Regions from separate parts of the Sus scrofa genome. Here region 1 is linked to region 2. A link is a contact called in public HiChIP or PLAC-seq data. All regions are on one chromosome and are shown on one strand. Each heading gives the region's core, a stretch centred on a gene start, on an enhancer-like site or on the middle of the called end of the contact. The rest is flanking DNA. Distances are from core to core; before and after follow the strand shown.

Region 1 (6,934 bases), core at 4,011-6,510, 70 kb before region 2:
TTGCTGTCTTCCCAACCCCAGGCCTCAGTTTCTGGGCCCATAACCCCCTGTCCTGTCTGGCTGTCCCCTCTCCTGCACTCCAGCCCTCACCTCCCTGGTTCTGGACTTCCCAGTCCCATAGTTAGTTCTAAACATCTATCAGTAGAGCTCCCATTGTAGCTCAGTGGTAATGAACCTGACTAGTATCCATGGGGAGGTGGGTTCCATCCCTGGCCTAGCTCGGTGGGTTAAGGATCCCACATTGCAATGGCCATGGTGTAGGCTGGCAGCAGAGCTCTGATTAGACCTCTAGGCTGGGAACCTCCACATGCCAGGTGTGGCCCTAAAAAGACAATCGATCAATCAACCAATCAATCAAATAAATATCCATCAACTCTGCAGCCTCAGGGCCCCAGCTGGAGTGCCCTCTCAGTCCCCCGGTCCCAATCCCATTCCCCAGTCCCTGGTACTCACCATGCAGGTTGGCAGCCTTCTGGTGGAACTCCCGGGCTTCCTGATAGTTGCCGAGGGCATTGTGGGTCATCCCAAGGTTTCTTAGCACCGTGGCCTCCTCTCCTGGCCCCCGGCACAGGGGCAGGGCCTGCTGGAAGGCCTCTGCTGCTAGTGGGAACAGCTGGAGCTGGGAGTAGCTCAGACCTAGGTCGTTATAGAGTTGCCCTGGAGGGCATGGCCAAGGTCACTGGTGGCCAGGGCAGACGCAGCTGAAGCTGTCCTGGTACAGCCTCTGTCCCACTCTCCCAGGGTTCCCCCCACCCCTTCCCAAGTCCTCAGAAATGCTTCTGCTCCCACCCCACTTCTCAGAGTATCACCAGGTCTAATTCTCCCCAGATCCCACACCTATGCCCAAAGGCCTCACCCAGCAGTTCCCGCTCAGGGCTCCTCTCAGCAAGCTTCCGGCTCTCCTCCAGCACCTGCACAACTTCACCCACCCCATGCCACCCACTCTTCAGCAGACACCCTGCTGCAGCCCCCAATGCCAGGGCTGCAGCCCGGGGCTGCCCTGCTTGGGTGTAGGCCTGGCTCGCTTCCTGCAGACAGTGGGCTGCTAGCTCAGGCTGTCCCAGAGCCTGGTAGCAGGCTCCCATTTTCGCCTGGGCTTGCCCCTGGTCACCTAGCGGCTGGTAGTGGCCCAGGGCCTTGTGGTACCAGGCCAAAGCTTGAGGCAGGTCGCCCAGGGCATGGTAGGCCAAAGCTACATTGAAACACTGGTCGCCGTGACTCCCGCCCTGGGCCTTCTCTTGAGGTTGTGCTCGTAGGAGCAGCTCAAGGCCTCTGGCTGGGTCCCCAGTCTCCACGTAGGCAGCCCCCAGGTTGAAGGCACAGGCCTGGAGAACAGGGGTATCCCTGGTTTGTGGTGCCTTGGAAGCCAGGAATAAGGCCTTCTGGAAGCTGGTCAAGGCCTCGTGGTTCTGGCCAGCCAGCAGGGCTCTGTGGCCAGCACTGGTGAGAGCTCGGATGCTGGCCTCTTGCTGTGGCCACTTCCTTCTCTTCTTTTTCTTCTTAGAGCTTGAGGGTGAGGGTGAGGGCTCTTGGGGGGTATCCTCAGTGTTGAGGGAAGACATGGTGCTGACAATAGGGAGTAGAGGGGTCAGCTCATCATCCCGGCTGCCTCCCAAGCGCTCTCTCTCTTGGGTAACTCAGCTCTACCTCTGCCCTGGTGGGACCCTCGCGTTTCAAGGATTCTCTCGGCCATCGCACTTTGCTGCATCCATCCCATTGGACACCACACCAACCCTCACTCCAGTGCCCTGACTAACTTTTAGTCCTTGAACCAGAGTCAGTTCAAGTAAGAGCTTCCTGCAGGAAGCCCTCTTGGAGTTCCCCTTGTGGCTCATTGGAAACGAATCCGACTGGTATCCATGAGGACTCGGGTTTGATCTCTGGCCTCACCCAGTGGGTTAAGGATCCGGCATTGCTGTGAGCTGTGGTGTGGGTCGCAGACGAGGCTCAGATCTGGCATTGCTGTGCTCATGGTGTAGGCTGGCAGCTGTAGCTCCGACTGGACCCCCAGCCTGGGAACCTCCATAGGCTGCAGGTGCGGCCTTGAAAAGACAAAAAGACAACAACAACAAAAAGCCAAGAAAGAAAAAAAAAATCAAGGAAGGAGTTCTCGGTGGCTCGGTGGTAATTAACCCTACTAGGAACCATGAGGATGTAGGTTCGATCCCTGGCCTCGCTCAGTGGGTTAAGGATCTGGCGTTGCTGTGAGCTGTGGTGTAGGGTGCAGATGTGGCTTGGATCTGGCTTTGCTGTGGCTGTGGTGTAGGCCGGCAGCTGTAGCTCCGATTGGACCTCTAGCCTGGCCCATATGCTGTGGGTGTGGCCCTAAATAGCAAAAAAAAAGAAAGGAAGGAAGGAAGAAAAGAAAAGAAAAGAAAGAAAGAGAAAAGAAAAGAAAAGAAAGAAAGAGAAGAGAAAAGAAAAGAAAGAAAGAGAAAAGAAATCCTTCTCCCCTCAACCAACTGGTACTCTCTTCTCTGCTCCCACAGCACTCTGTCTTTTATGGCATTTATCACACTGGGTTGGAGTTGTTCACTTTCTTGTCTGTCTCCCCTGCTAGATTTAGAGCAACTTGAAGGGTCTGGAACATAGTAGATTCTCAATATGTGTTTATTGAATGAGATGACAAAGCTGCGGCGATGGGTGGTGGTGAAGGTTGCACAGCAATGTGAGTACACTTAACGCTGCTGAACTGTGTGCTTAGAAATGGTTTAAAATGGTAAACAGTAGGCTGTATAGATTTGACCACTCCAATGTTTCTTGGAGTTCCCGTTGTGGTGCAGCTGATACAAATCTGACTAGGATACATGAGGACGCAGGTTCGATCCCTGGCCTCGCTCAGTGGGTTAAGGATCCAGTGTTGCCGTGAGCTGTGGTGTAGGTCGCAGATGTGGCTTGGATCTGGTGTTGCTGTGGCGGTGGTGGAGGCTGGCAGCTGTGGCTCCGATTCGACCCCTAGCCTGGGAACCTCCATATGCCTTGGGTATGGCCTGAAAAAAGCAAAAAAAAAAAAAAAGTTTCTTGACTGACTGAATGAATGGATGAATGAACAGAGCCCATACAAAGCCTCTCCTTCAGCCTGTGTCTCCACACACACGCATCCACTCACAACCTAGGTTCTCCTGCTGTCTAATCTCAAGGTATGGTTCAAGTCAGTTCGACAAATACTCAGCAAGCCCTGCTGTGCCAGGAGCCAGACAAGGCACCCCGGGCACCAAGCTAAATAGGCCATTGGATTGGCAAAGAGCCAACTTCCAGGAGCAAGGCTTCTGTTTCTCCATTGACTGCCTACTCCCTATCCCAAGGGGAGCAGCCTTCTCCCCTACTGCCTTGGCTCTCTGTCTGCTGGCTCTTTCTGGTCCCCTGACTTCCTGCTCTGGTCTCCAGAGCCCTCTTAAACCCAAACACATTTCTCCCTCAGCAGCATGTGGTTCCCCATTGCTATCTCTCCCTTACAGAGGCAGAAGCCTTTTTCATGAACCCTTCTCCCAAGAGACAGGAAAAGGAGTGGAAAAGACCCAGGAACTGGGCTCTCAGCCCCTCTCATTTTTCTCTTCCCCAACATTTTTTTTAAGGAGAAGCAGGCAGGGGTGATACATTCTTTTTTTCAAGAAACTCTCCCTTGGGAGTTCCCATTGTGGCGTAGCAGAAATCTGACTAGTATCCATGAGGATGTAGGTTCGATCCGTGGCCTCACTCAGTGGGTTAAAGATCTGGCGTTGCTGTGAGCTCTGATGTAGGTCACAGATACGGCTCAGATCCCAAGTTGCTGTGGCTGTGGCTGTGACCGGCAGCTGTAGCTCTGATTGGACCCCTAGCCTGGGAACTTCCATATGCCTCGGGTTTGGCCCTAAAAAGCAAAAAAAGAAAAAGAAACTCTCCCCTCTCCCTGCTCCTAAAAACACCCAGGCAGGAATGCAGGAATGCTGCCTCTTCAAGGCCCTGGTTCTTGGGGCAATCCTGACTACCCCCACCAGATCTTGGGGCCCCAGCCACAGGACGCCTTACCTCCTAAGATCCTCTCTGTAGATGGCTTTCTGGAATGGTCCCTCTGGCTAGAGTTACCTACCTTAACTCTTAGCTCAGAGCCGCTGGGGTTACCAGACAACCAGGTACCGCCCTCCATGTCTAGGAAATTCTTTGATTGACAGCTCAAATGGCCTATCTTAGTGCTGAACTCTGCTGTTACTCCGGCACAGATACCTGGATTCCATTGCCCTTCTCGCCTCCCCTCTCTCCACCCGTGCAGACACAGGCCTCAAGTCCTTCACTTCAAGCAAGAATCAAAGCAGCAAGGGCTTGTTACTAGTTATAGCTTCAAAGACCATCTATCCCTTTCTCTTATTTCACAGAGGAAGGGACCTCTGAGAGCAGACGTGACTTGCCTGAGGTCAAAAAACAGTCACGTAGCTGGGATTAGAGCCCAGGTTTTCTGATTCTGGGCTAACTAGCCTAAGGTCCCTTCCATTAACTATGACTGCAAGCTTTAATGAGGCTTGGGGTGTTCCAGAAGTGAAACCTGCGCCCCCCCCCCACACACACACATTGTGCTTCTGGGTGGTAGTTTCACATGTGGGAACAGGGTGAAAGGTTGATGGTCAGGAAAGGCCTGGAGATCAGAAGAGCCTCTCTGCCCCCGGACTCCTTTTCCCAGCTCCACTGATCTGCAGCCTCCAGGTTCGGCTTAATGAGAGGACAGCAGGCACCAAGAGAACAGGCACCCACTGCCCTACCTCACCAAGGGTGGCCTGCATCAGAAAAAAAAATGTCCTCATTTATCTAGGAGAAAGGGCTCTTTTAAGTAGAGAGGCCAGGGCCAGAAATAAAATTATAAGGAAGTAGTTGGGCTCACAGCATTTGCCGGGCAGCCTCTGCTAAGGGCCTGCTGTTGGCAGACATGGTGCACACACCACAGTCAGCGCCCATGCCCGAGGCAGGTTCTCCTAGCTGCCTGCTGCTCTTGCCCAAGGGCTGGGCCTTTGGGATGCTACCACAGCATAGCCAGAGCCAAATATGCAGCTCAGTCTGCTGTTCACTGAGCAGCCTCCCCTAAGGGGTGAGGATCATTTGCAGAGGGGGCAGGGACTGAATCTGCTTTCACTGAGGTTCTAATGGCCACAATGATCTAGTGATCATTTCTGAATCACTTTCCTTGTTTGATTCCCTGCTGGTATCTTACATATCTTTGCCACTCTTTCCACACTTGGCTTCCAAAACCCACTGTGCCTTTTTTGTTTGTTTGTTTTTAGGGCTGCACCCGCAGCATATGGAGGTTCCCAGGCTAGGGGTCCAAGCAGAGCTACAGCTGCCGGCCTACGTCACAGCCACAGCAATGCCAGATCCGAGCCACATCTGCAAGCTACACCACAGCTCACAGCAATGCCGGATCCTTAACCCACCCATTGAGCGAGGCCAGGGATCGAACCCGAGTCCTCATGGATACTAGTCAGGTTTGTTACCACTGAGCCACCAATAACTCTTTCCTTGATTTTTAACACCGCTAATGAGCCAATAGTTTCTAAATGTATATCTCTAGATTTAGCTTGCCAAGTGAAATTCCTATTTCCTCAAATCTACCCATCCTGTGTATCCACTGTTACTTGATAAGCCACTAATCCAGTCTCTATGCTAGAGACCTGAGAAATATCCATGAACCCCCTGTCCTCCAGCTCCCAGTCCTACTGATTCTACCTCTGAAACCTCTCTCCATTGTACCCTTTCCTCCGCAGTCACATGACCGGGGCCTTGGAAGTACAGCATATTATGATTAAGAACTCAAGCTTGGAACTGGATTATCTGAGAGTTTGAATTGTAGCTCTACCGATTTTTAGCTGTTTGACGTTTCTAAGCCCCAGTTTCCTCCTTGCTCTTGCCCATGCTGTTTCCACTGACTAAGATCCCTCCCTCCTTCAATCGGATGAATTCTTGTTAACTTTTCAACCCAGATCAGCTGTCACCTCCACTAGGAAGTCTTCCTGTCTTTCACTGCTCTTAATCACGGCAATAATTTCCCTCTGTGTATCACTGACCTCTAAATTATTTGACTATATGTTTATCGCTCATTACAGAACCACAAGCTTCTTTAAGGCATTGATTGTGCTTATTTATCTCTCCATTGGCAACACCCAGTTCAGTGCATAGCAATAAGTAGGTCCTCAGGTTACCTGCACCAAAGAATACTACAGGAAGCCGAGAGGGGTTAATGGGAATATTAGGAGGAAACGATAGAGGCAGGGGCAGGGGCTAATTGAAGTAAGACAGTTTAGCAGCGAAGAGAAACAGCAACCAAAGTACGGCAGGATGGGGAGAGACCCTCCCAGCCTCGGGCGGCACCCTTTCCCTCACCTGGCAGCACACCTCCGCAGCCTGGAACTACAAATCCCAGGAGCCCCGGCGGCGCAGACCGGAAGTGTCCTGTTCGCCTGTGGCTACGGTGAGGGGCGGTGGCCCGGCGGCGGGAGATTCAAACCTGGAAGAAGGAACATGGAGGGGAGAGGAGCGGGCCCGGGCCGGGCGGTCTGTGAGTGCCAGAAGGGGCCGAGAAGGGCCCAGCAGTGGTGCTGCTCCTCGGGGACTCGGTGGTCCTGGGAGAGGGTGGGGCGGGGGCGGGGCAGGGGGGCCGTCAGGCCAGGAAAGACCGGACTGTGCTGGGTGGGGTGGGAGCGCTCAGTGCGGACTCGTGCGGGCGGGGGTAAAGCTGTGAGCTGTTTACGAAATGCTCCCACTTCTGTGCCGCACTTCAGAGCTTACAAAGAGCTTTTCCCCTTATCCCCAGATTCTGGGGCTCCATAACTTGCCAAGTGCTACCGAGGAACGGGTCGCCCAACAAGACCTAGGGGCCTTCCTTGACTTTTTGATGCCTCTTTGAGACAATGCCTCTCAAAGCTTTATGGTGTCAGAATTACCTGTGGAGTTAATTTAAAACGCAGATTCC
Region 2 (7,387 bases), core at 3,226-5,725:
TTCCTAACGTCTATCCTGCATTCGCTTCTGTTTCAATACATTTCCCCACCTCCCACCTCATTCCTTTTTTCAAGGCCAAATCTCACAGCTGTAACTAACTGTGTGTAACTGTGGCCGAGAGCGTCTGGCCCTTTAAGGCCACCTTCTTCCCCCCACGTGCCGTCTGGTTGGGCTGGCGACGCTGACGCACGCGTGACGTCAATGGCAGCTGGCGGAGTCTGGGCACGAGGAGCGAAGTTGGGATGGGGGTGGGGGGGCGAGAGCGAGAGGGCGGTTCATTTGCATTTAAAGGGGCCACTCCAGGGTTAGTGATCAAGGCTTTAAAGAAACGTGTATTTGGCAAACTTTCCTTCTTGCGCTATGGGGCAAGAAAAAGGCGTGGTACGGTTGAAGTCGGTGGTGTCTTAAGTTTGCGATGACAATTATGTCCTTCCGCGGAAAGGGGGAAATAGTCCGTCGTAGCCTGGGCTGGAACCACGTGACCTGGAGGGGGCGGTGGGGGGTGGAGAAGGAAGAAGGGAGGAGCTGGGGAGATGACTGTCAGGCTTCGTTTCAGCTGCCCCCACCCCCACATCCTGCCCACCCTCCTGCAGCTGCCACCACATCCTGCCCAGCCGGGGGCAGGGAGCTCGTGTTGGGGTGGGGGGGCACTGACCCAAGACCCGGCTTTGGCACCCCTTCCCTACCCGCTTCAGTTCCAGGGTGGGGCGTCTGCCCTTTGCCCTGGGCCTGGCCCCAGGCACCCTGGCATTGAGCTTGGGGCTCAGCTCTACCAGCATAGCCTCTCTGTGTGACTCCGCCCCACATCCTGCCCCTGCCCAGAATGAGATTTGTTGGGGTCTCCGATCAAAGCCCCGTCCCCACACAAACACAGTTATCAACAGACTATTAAATAAAGGTGCTCAATATAAGTTTTTATGGTCTTTATTCAGATACACAGCTACACACACATACAGATTCACGTAACAGACGTTTATTGAGTGCATTTCATGCCAAGCCTGAAGACTCAAAGTTGAGCTAAACTGCTGCCCTCAGGGAGCTCAAAAATCTGGTGAAGGAGAGTAAATTGGAAACCAAAAATGGCAGTACAATGCAGTGTGTACATTGTCCAAATGACTGTGGGAAAGGCAAGAGCGGTTAACCAAACAGCCGAACTGAGCCTGAAATAGTGATAATTGTGGAACAACAGGAGCAAAGCAACCCTGAAGACCTTTCTTTTTCTTTTTTACTTTTTAGGGCCACGCCTGAGGCATATGGAAGTTCCCAGACTAGGGGCTGAATCGAGCTGTGGCTACCAGCCTACACCACAGTCAGAGAAACGCCAGATCCTACCCTCATCTGCACCCAACACAGCTGCCAGCAACGGTGGATCCTTAACCCACTGAGCGAGGCCAGGGATCGAACCTCCATCCTCATGGATGCTAGTCGGGTTCATTACTGCTGAGCCACAATGAAAACTCCAGACATTTCCAAATTAAGTTGCTTGAGGAGGTGTGAATTAATGTCCCTTTGCCACATAAATTTATGAAGATGATACTGTACAGAGGAGTTTACATATACTTTTTAGGACTTTGGTGGGCATCTGTCTGACTCCTAGGGGATTTTATAGCAAACTTAGATGACTTTTCTCTAAGAAAGATGAGTTGGTAGGCAGAGGGAGAGAAGGAGAAGTGAGACCCAGGCATCTGAGCCTGTCTAGGTATTTTCTACCTGGCGCATCCTGGAATGGGTAGTCCAGGGGCTAGAAAAACAAGATGTAGTGAGTCATTTTGGGGAAGTCTTTATTATAATCTAACTTCCAGCAATATTCCGCAGATCCTTTCTTAGTCCTCCATGGAAATCAAGACCTCGTATCTGTAACTTCTTTTTCCGTGAAGTTCTCTCTATAAATACATATATGTGTAAATTCTATTCCACTTTAATGTCAGCCTCTCCTACTCTGTTTTCTAGTAGATTATCATGTCAACATCTCAGGGACCCCCACCATCACCGCTCCATCTCTCCACTGAGGTCTTCTTTCTCCATCCTTCTTTTCTTGGCCCTTTAACACCCTCCCAGGTGACTCACCTTCCTTCCTCATTCCTTTGTTAAGGACCCAACATTCCAAGGTAGGGAGGACCAGCTGGCCAATCACAGCCCTGGCAAGCCTGCCTCAGGATTGAGATTGGCTGGAGCTGTGGTTGGCGGGAGGCTCACAGTGCAGATCTATAGGAGTTGGGGAAGGGGTTTCTGGGAACGAACCTTGGGAAAGATTTTGTTCTGGGGCTGCTAATGTTTTTGCAGAGAATCCTTCAAGTATAGCTGGGGCCAGAAGGGTCTCTGGCTTGGAAAGCCTCAAAACTGGAGGCAGCCTGAGAACTGAGCTCTCCTGGTCTCCTGGGGGCTTAGCTGCCCCCTGCCCACTTTGGTTTTTTCCTATGATCTGGGACCCAGTGATCTGAAGGCTGAGTTCCCAGGCCTATTCCTAAGAAGCCTTTTCCAGCAGCCCTGGATCTCTCCAGTCTCAACATTCTGCTTTCCCGACGTCGGAAACAGCCGGAAAATAAACACCCTGATGACTAAACGGTTTCTCCAGCTAGAGCCTGGGGAAGCACTAAAAATAGAGGCCACAAGTGAGGGGAGGTTCCCCACTTAAGGGAGGGGGGGGCCCTTTCCCATCCTGCTATTGCCACAGCCCCAGGCCTGGCACAAGGCTCTATTCTTCTTATAGTCCTTGGGGACAGGACATATGGGCTCCTCTTGCCTACCCTGAGATCCTTTGGGCAAGTGGGCCCTGCCTGGTAGGAAAGACTGACATCTTCTGGTGCTGGGCCCCATCTCCCAGATCTAATGGGGAACCGAGAATCTATGTTTGGGGACAAAGTCAGACACTTATTTAAATCAGGTTTCCTGAAGGAGGAGCCATGTAGAAGGGTTGGAAACCAAGACCAAGAAAATAGGAGCCTGCTGGATTCCTGTCTTAGGACTTAATGAGATAAACTTCCAAACCTATTTGCAAAGCAATTCCACTGAACTTGTCTCCTTTGAGGCTTTTATGGGATAATGGGCCTAAAGGGGTCTTGACAGTCCAGCCCTTGAATTATTATAATGCAGCATGAGGTACTGTTCAAAGTGATCTACTTGTACGTAGCAATTTAATCTTCACACCAGTTTATGAGTTAGGTACTATTATCATCGCTGCTATTTTACCTATGAGGATCATGAGGTACAGGGAAATTAAGTAATGGGCCTGTGTTCCCGGTTAAAAAATGGCGGAATAAGGATGTGAACTAAAGTAGCTTGACTACTCCAAAACATGCTACCTCTTTATATATTAGCCTCTTCAGCACTCAACCTGGATCATTAAGCCTTGATCCAGTAAATCAGACCCAGCCAGGTAGAAATCGAGGTGTGTGAACTGAGTGCCCTTCTGTTCTGCGAGGGTCTTTAAGATCCAAGCCAAATTCCATCATTTCCTCAAGCTTCAGGTAGAAAGCAGACATTGGGGCAACAGGGATGCTGGAGAGGAAGTCTGACAGGTCGCTTGTCCAGTAGGCATGGCACCCACACTCCTGTGGTAGGGCAGAAGATTCGCCACACCCTGGAGCAACCAGGAATTACAAATTTTTTTAAACATCTACTACTGTTTCTTTAATGAGATGCTTTTGGGCGTTTCCTGTGCTGGGGGAAATTAGGGTCACGCCCCTTTAAATTGCCCCCCTCGGCTGTAAGTGCTCTGGAGCCTCAGGCACTGGGGATTAGGTCACCCACGAACTATGAGCTGTCGCTTTAAATTGCTGGGCGTCTGCCCAGCCGGGCCCTGGGAGGGGAGGGGGCCTCTCACAGGTAGAGGGAGCAAACGAGCTCTCCAGGTAACCCCCCAGAAAAGAACGGGTCCCTTTAAGTGAGGCTTCGGCTCACACTAAGTGAAGGAGATAAAATCTTTTCAACACTTAGTGTCTACCCTTAATTTATCTACTTAGATTCCCACCTCCCAACTCTCTAGGGGCTTGGGGGTTGGGGGGGAGCTGTCGAGGTAGCGTGTGTGTAAGTGTGTGTGCGCGAGTGTGTGTGAGTGTGTTTGGGGGCGGGGGCGGGAAGTATGTGCCCAGTCGGCGGAACCTCCCCGGAAAGGACCTCTTCGAGCGCATGGTGGCAGCAGTACTAGGCGGCCGTCCGGACAGCTCGAAAGGGGCACCACGGGCGCGGGCCGATCCCCTTAGAGGCCTCTGGGTCTCGCCTCCCTACTTTGCCTCGCTCGGTCGCTTCCTCGCTTCCTCCCTCCCTCCCTCCTGGCTGGCGGAGGGATCTGCCTCTCCCAGCGCCGCAGCCTAGCTTGGGAGGGCGCTGGGGTGGGGGCCGACCCGGCCCGGCCCGGCCGGCCCGAGGGAAGCGAGGGGCGGGGCCGCGTCCCCGGGACCGCCCCTGCTCCGGCCCCGCCCCTCCGCCCCCACGGGTTCCTCCCATTGGCCCCCCCGCCTGTCCATCACCCCCGTTCCCCCCACCCCTCAAGCTAGGCTGAGCTGTGCCTACGTCGGCCTCGACTCCCGGGGGCTGGAGGAGTTACCTTTGGAGCTCGAAAGGAGGAAGGAAGCAAAATATCAACAACAGCCGAGGCGGCTCGGGCGCTCGGCCCCAGTCCCTCGCCTGCCGGCCGCCCGCCTGCCCGCCCTCGCGCCCACGACGGGGGCCCAGGCCCCCCGGCGCAGCCCAGGGCCCGCGCGGACGCCGGCCTCATTTATTATTCCCCCCGCCCGGAGCTGCGGCTTCCAGGTGCTGAAGAGCCCCAGGACTAGGGGCGAGGGCTACCCCCTCCCAGCCGTGACATCCCCCTTCCCCCAGCGGGGCCGGTGAGTAGAGAAAAATAATGCTCCTGCCGCTTTAAGAGGCCCCCTCCCCCACCCCATCCTGGGGTTGGGGTGGAGGGTGGTCTAGACCGTCCCCCTGAGAGGTGGGATGGGGTGGCCTCTTGGGTTTGGGAGGAACTCGCGGAGCGGGCTGTGTTTTCTTGTGGCGTTGGTGGAAGATTACATGGGGGACTGTTTGGGTGAGGGAGTCGGCTGTGGGGGACAAGTGGAGTGGGCTGTAATTCCCTTGGGTGTTGGGGTCGGGGTGGGGACGGGTGGCTTGGGGGCGCGCCGGTCTGTTGGTGTCCGGGGGTTAAGGCGGCCTCCGAGCGGTCTGGGAAGGGGCGCCATCCTCAGAGGGGGTCTCCGGTGACAGCCGGGAGCGACTGACATTTTAACAGCCGGCCCTCCCTCCCTCTCCCTCCTCGAGCCGCCTGTTCCCTCCTCCTTGGCCCGAAATGGTGCAGAAGGGGGCCTGAGAGGGCGGCGGGAGGGTGGGGGCGGGGGGAGCCGCAGCTGTTTGGGAAGCGGGGGAGGGAGGGGGGATGTTGTTCAGATGACACCGGGGTGGTGGGTTGGGGTGTGTGAGTGTGTGTGTGTCCCGGGCCCGGGTTTGCCCTGTGCCTGTGGAGTTGGCACTCAGAGTTAGCACGGAGGTGGGCACGCAGGACCCTTTCTTGGGACCTCCTAGCCTGCCTCCGAGACCCCTGCTCTGGTTTGTCTGTGGCCCCAGCTGGAGAACCCCCGGCCAGAAGTTTGCAGCTGTTAAACATCTGGGCAAGAGTTCTCCAGTCCGAACTGGGTTGGGAGTGGGGGTCCAGGGAGTGAGGGGCTTTTCGGAGGGTGGGCCGAGGAGACTAAGATGCATGTAGTCTCTTACCCTCCTGCCAACCCCTTTTCTGTCAGGTTTGTTCTTACGGGGTCTCCCTTCCCCTAGTGATTCTAGCTGATCTCTCAGTGGCCTCCTGAGGTCTCTCCCCAATGAAAGGAGGGCTCCTGAGTGTGGGCCCCCTTGGAGCCACTGACTAGGTTATCCCAGGTTTGTCCTTTGAGTAGGAGGTTCTCCCTGCCTCCTCTTAAGCAGCCCATTGTTGATGGGTTGGGGGAGGGTACATTAGGTGGAGCCTCTGTCCCTCTTCTCAGTGCCTAGGCCCCTTTGAGGTCTCCTCCTAGGCCTGGTTTCTTTGGTTTTGGGGGGTGGCCCTCCCTTGCCCCTTCCCCCATCCCCGCAGTGGGTCTCCTAGGCAATTCAGGGGCCATTCTGGACTCTGGGAAGTTTACCGTCTGGGGCGGTGACCTTGGGCTGCTCTGGCCTCCAGATAGCAGGGGAGCCCAGGCCAGCAGGAGATAGGGTGTTTTGAAATTAGGGAGCTGTCCACCTCCCACTCTCCCCAAAATCCCCAACAGGGAAGTCTTCGTAGTCAAGGAGAGAATTGAAAAGGCACATGTCAGTGTTCACAGATGTCCACCCGCCTGTGGCCGCCGGGTCACACCCGCCCCAGGACTTAGCCTGGCTGTCCCAGCTCCCACGGCCTGCCTGGGAATGAATTTCCTTCCTGTGGTTTCCCAGTGTGTTAGGCAGGAGATGGGGGTGGGGTGGGATCAGTGTGAGGGTGGCTGAGGACCCATTTATGTGGGGTTATGGGGGGATCGCTGGAGCTTATATGTAGCTCTTTCCCCACTTGCCCAAGCACAGGGATTTGGACCCTTGGGCCTCAGTGGTCATATGCTCTTTGTTGTAACTCTCCTGCCACCCCCTCCCCCAACACAGCCCGTCTGCGTTTGTATGTGTGTGTGTATACATATGCGTATACATATGTGTGTGTGTGCGTGTGCATTTGTAAGGAGAAAGGTCTCTGTTTTCTCTGGGGAAAGGAAGAGCTTTCATTTATGCTCCTTTAGAGACCAGAGAGGTTGAGTTTTTTACCTGAGGTGACACAGTAAATCTGTGTCAGAGCTTTAGTCCAACAGCACTCTTTCAGGCGAGGCTTAACATCATCGAGAGACCATAGAGAAGCAGACACAGTCCTTCCCCTTGGAGGCCCTGGTCCAAAGGGAGAGGCAGGACCCTTGGGTTGGTGGATGGGCATGGGAGGTTGGGCTAGAGCTTCTGTCTGTTATAATACCCAATGCCCAGAACAGAGTAGTGGAGGACTTCGGAGGGTGTCAGGGCTGCCCATTATCCACCCTAGTCTATACCTGCTGTCCCTGGACTGGAGGGCCCTGGGCTTCCCAGCTCTGCACCTCTTGGCTCCTGGCTCTTCTCAGAGGCCTGGAGATATGATAGTCTTTCTGGCTGCTGTTACATAATCTCTCCAGAAGGTGTTGTTTTTTTTTTTTTCCTCCCAGTTTTTCCTGGGTCTTTCCTGGGAGGTGTGATGGGGAGAAGGTGGAGGGTAGACCCTTCCCCACCCCCAGGTTGGGGCTGGAGGTTCAGTAGCAAGAAGCCCCTGAGGGGAACAAGAAAGAGGAGGCCTTGGAGTTAGGCCCTCATTGATTGTGACCTAGCCCCTCCCACTCTCCTCCCAGATCCTAACCTGGGAAGGGCTCTCTGCTGTGGG

The links. HiChIP or PLAC-seq counts read pairs in DNA pulled down with a chosen protein or histone mark.
Region 1: an H3K27ac HiChIP or PLAC-seq map of skeletal muscle shows a contact between it and region 2. The contact joins the promoter of TTC24 here to the promoter of MEF2D in region 2. A contact is called at or near these places in 6 of 47 Hi-C or Micro-C datasets (alveolar macrophages, embryonic fibroblasts, fetal liver and 3 more) and 2 of 2 datasets of contacts at active chromatin or transcription factors (alveolar macrophages and skeletal muscle).

What each region holds. Positions count from the first base shown.
Region 1 is chr4:93,506,779-93,513,712 of Sscrofa11.1, forward strand. It overlaps TTC24 (tetratricopeptide repeat protein 24), which reads right to left and starts at 5,261. Exons shown (of 10, transcript XM_013996959.2): 1 at 4,009-5,261; 2 at 857-1,566; 3 at 454-657. The coding sequence starts at 1,562. The region is part of intron 1 of IQGAP3 (ras GTPase-activating-like protein IQGAP3); the gene reads left to right.
Region 2 is chr4:93,577,088-93,584,474 of Sscrofa11.1, forward strand. MEF2D (myocyte-specific enhancer factor 2D) reads left to right here and starts at 4,476. Exons shown (of 12, transcript XM_021089672.1): 1 at 4,476-4,829.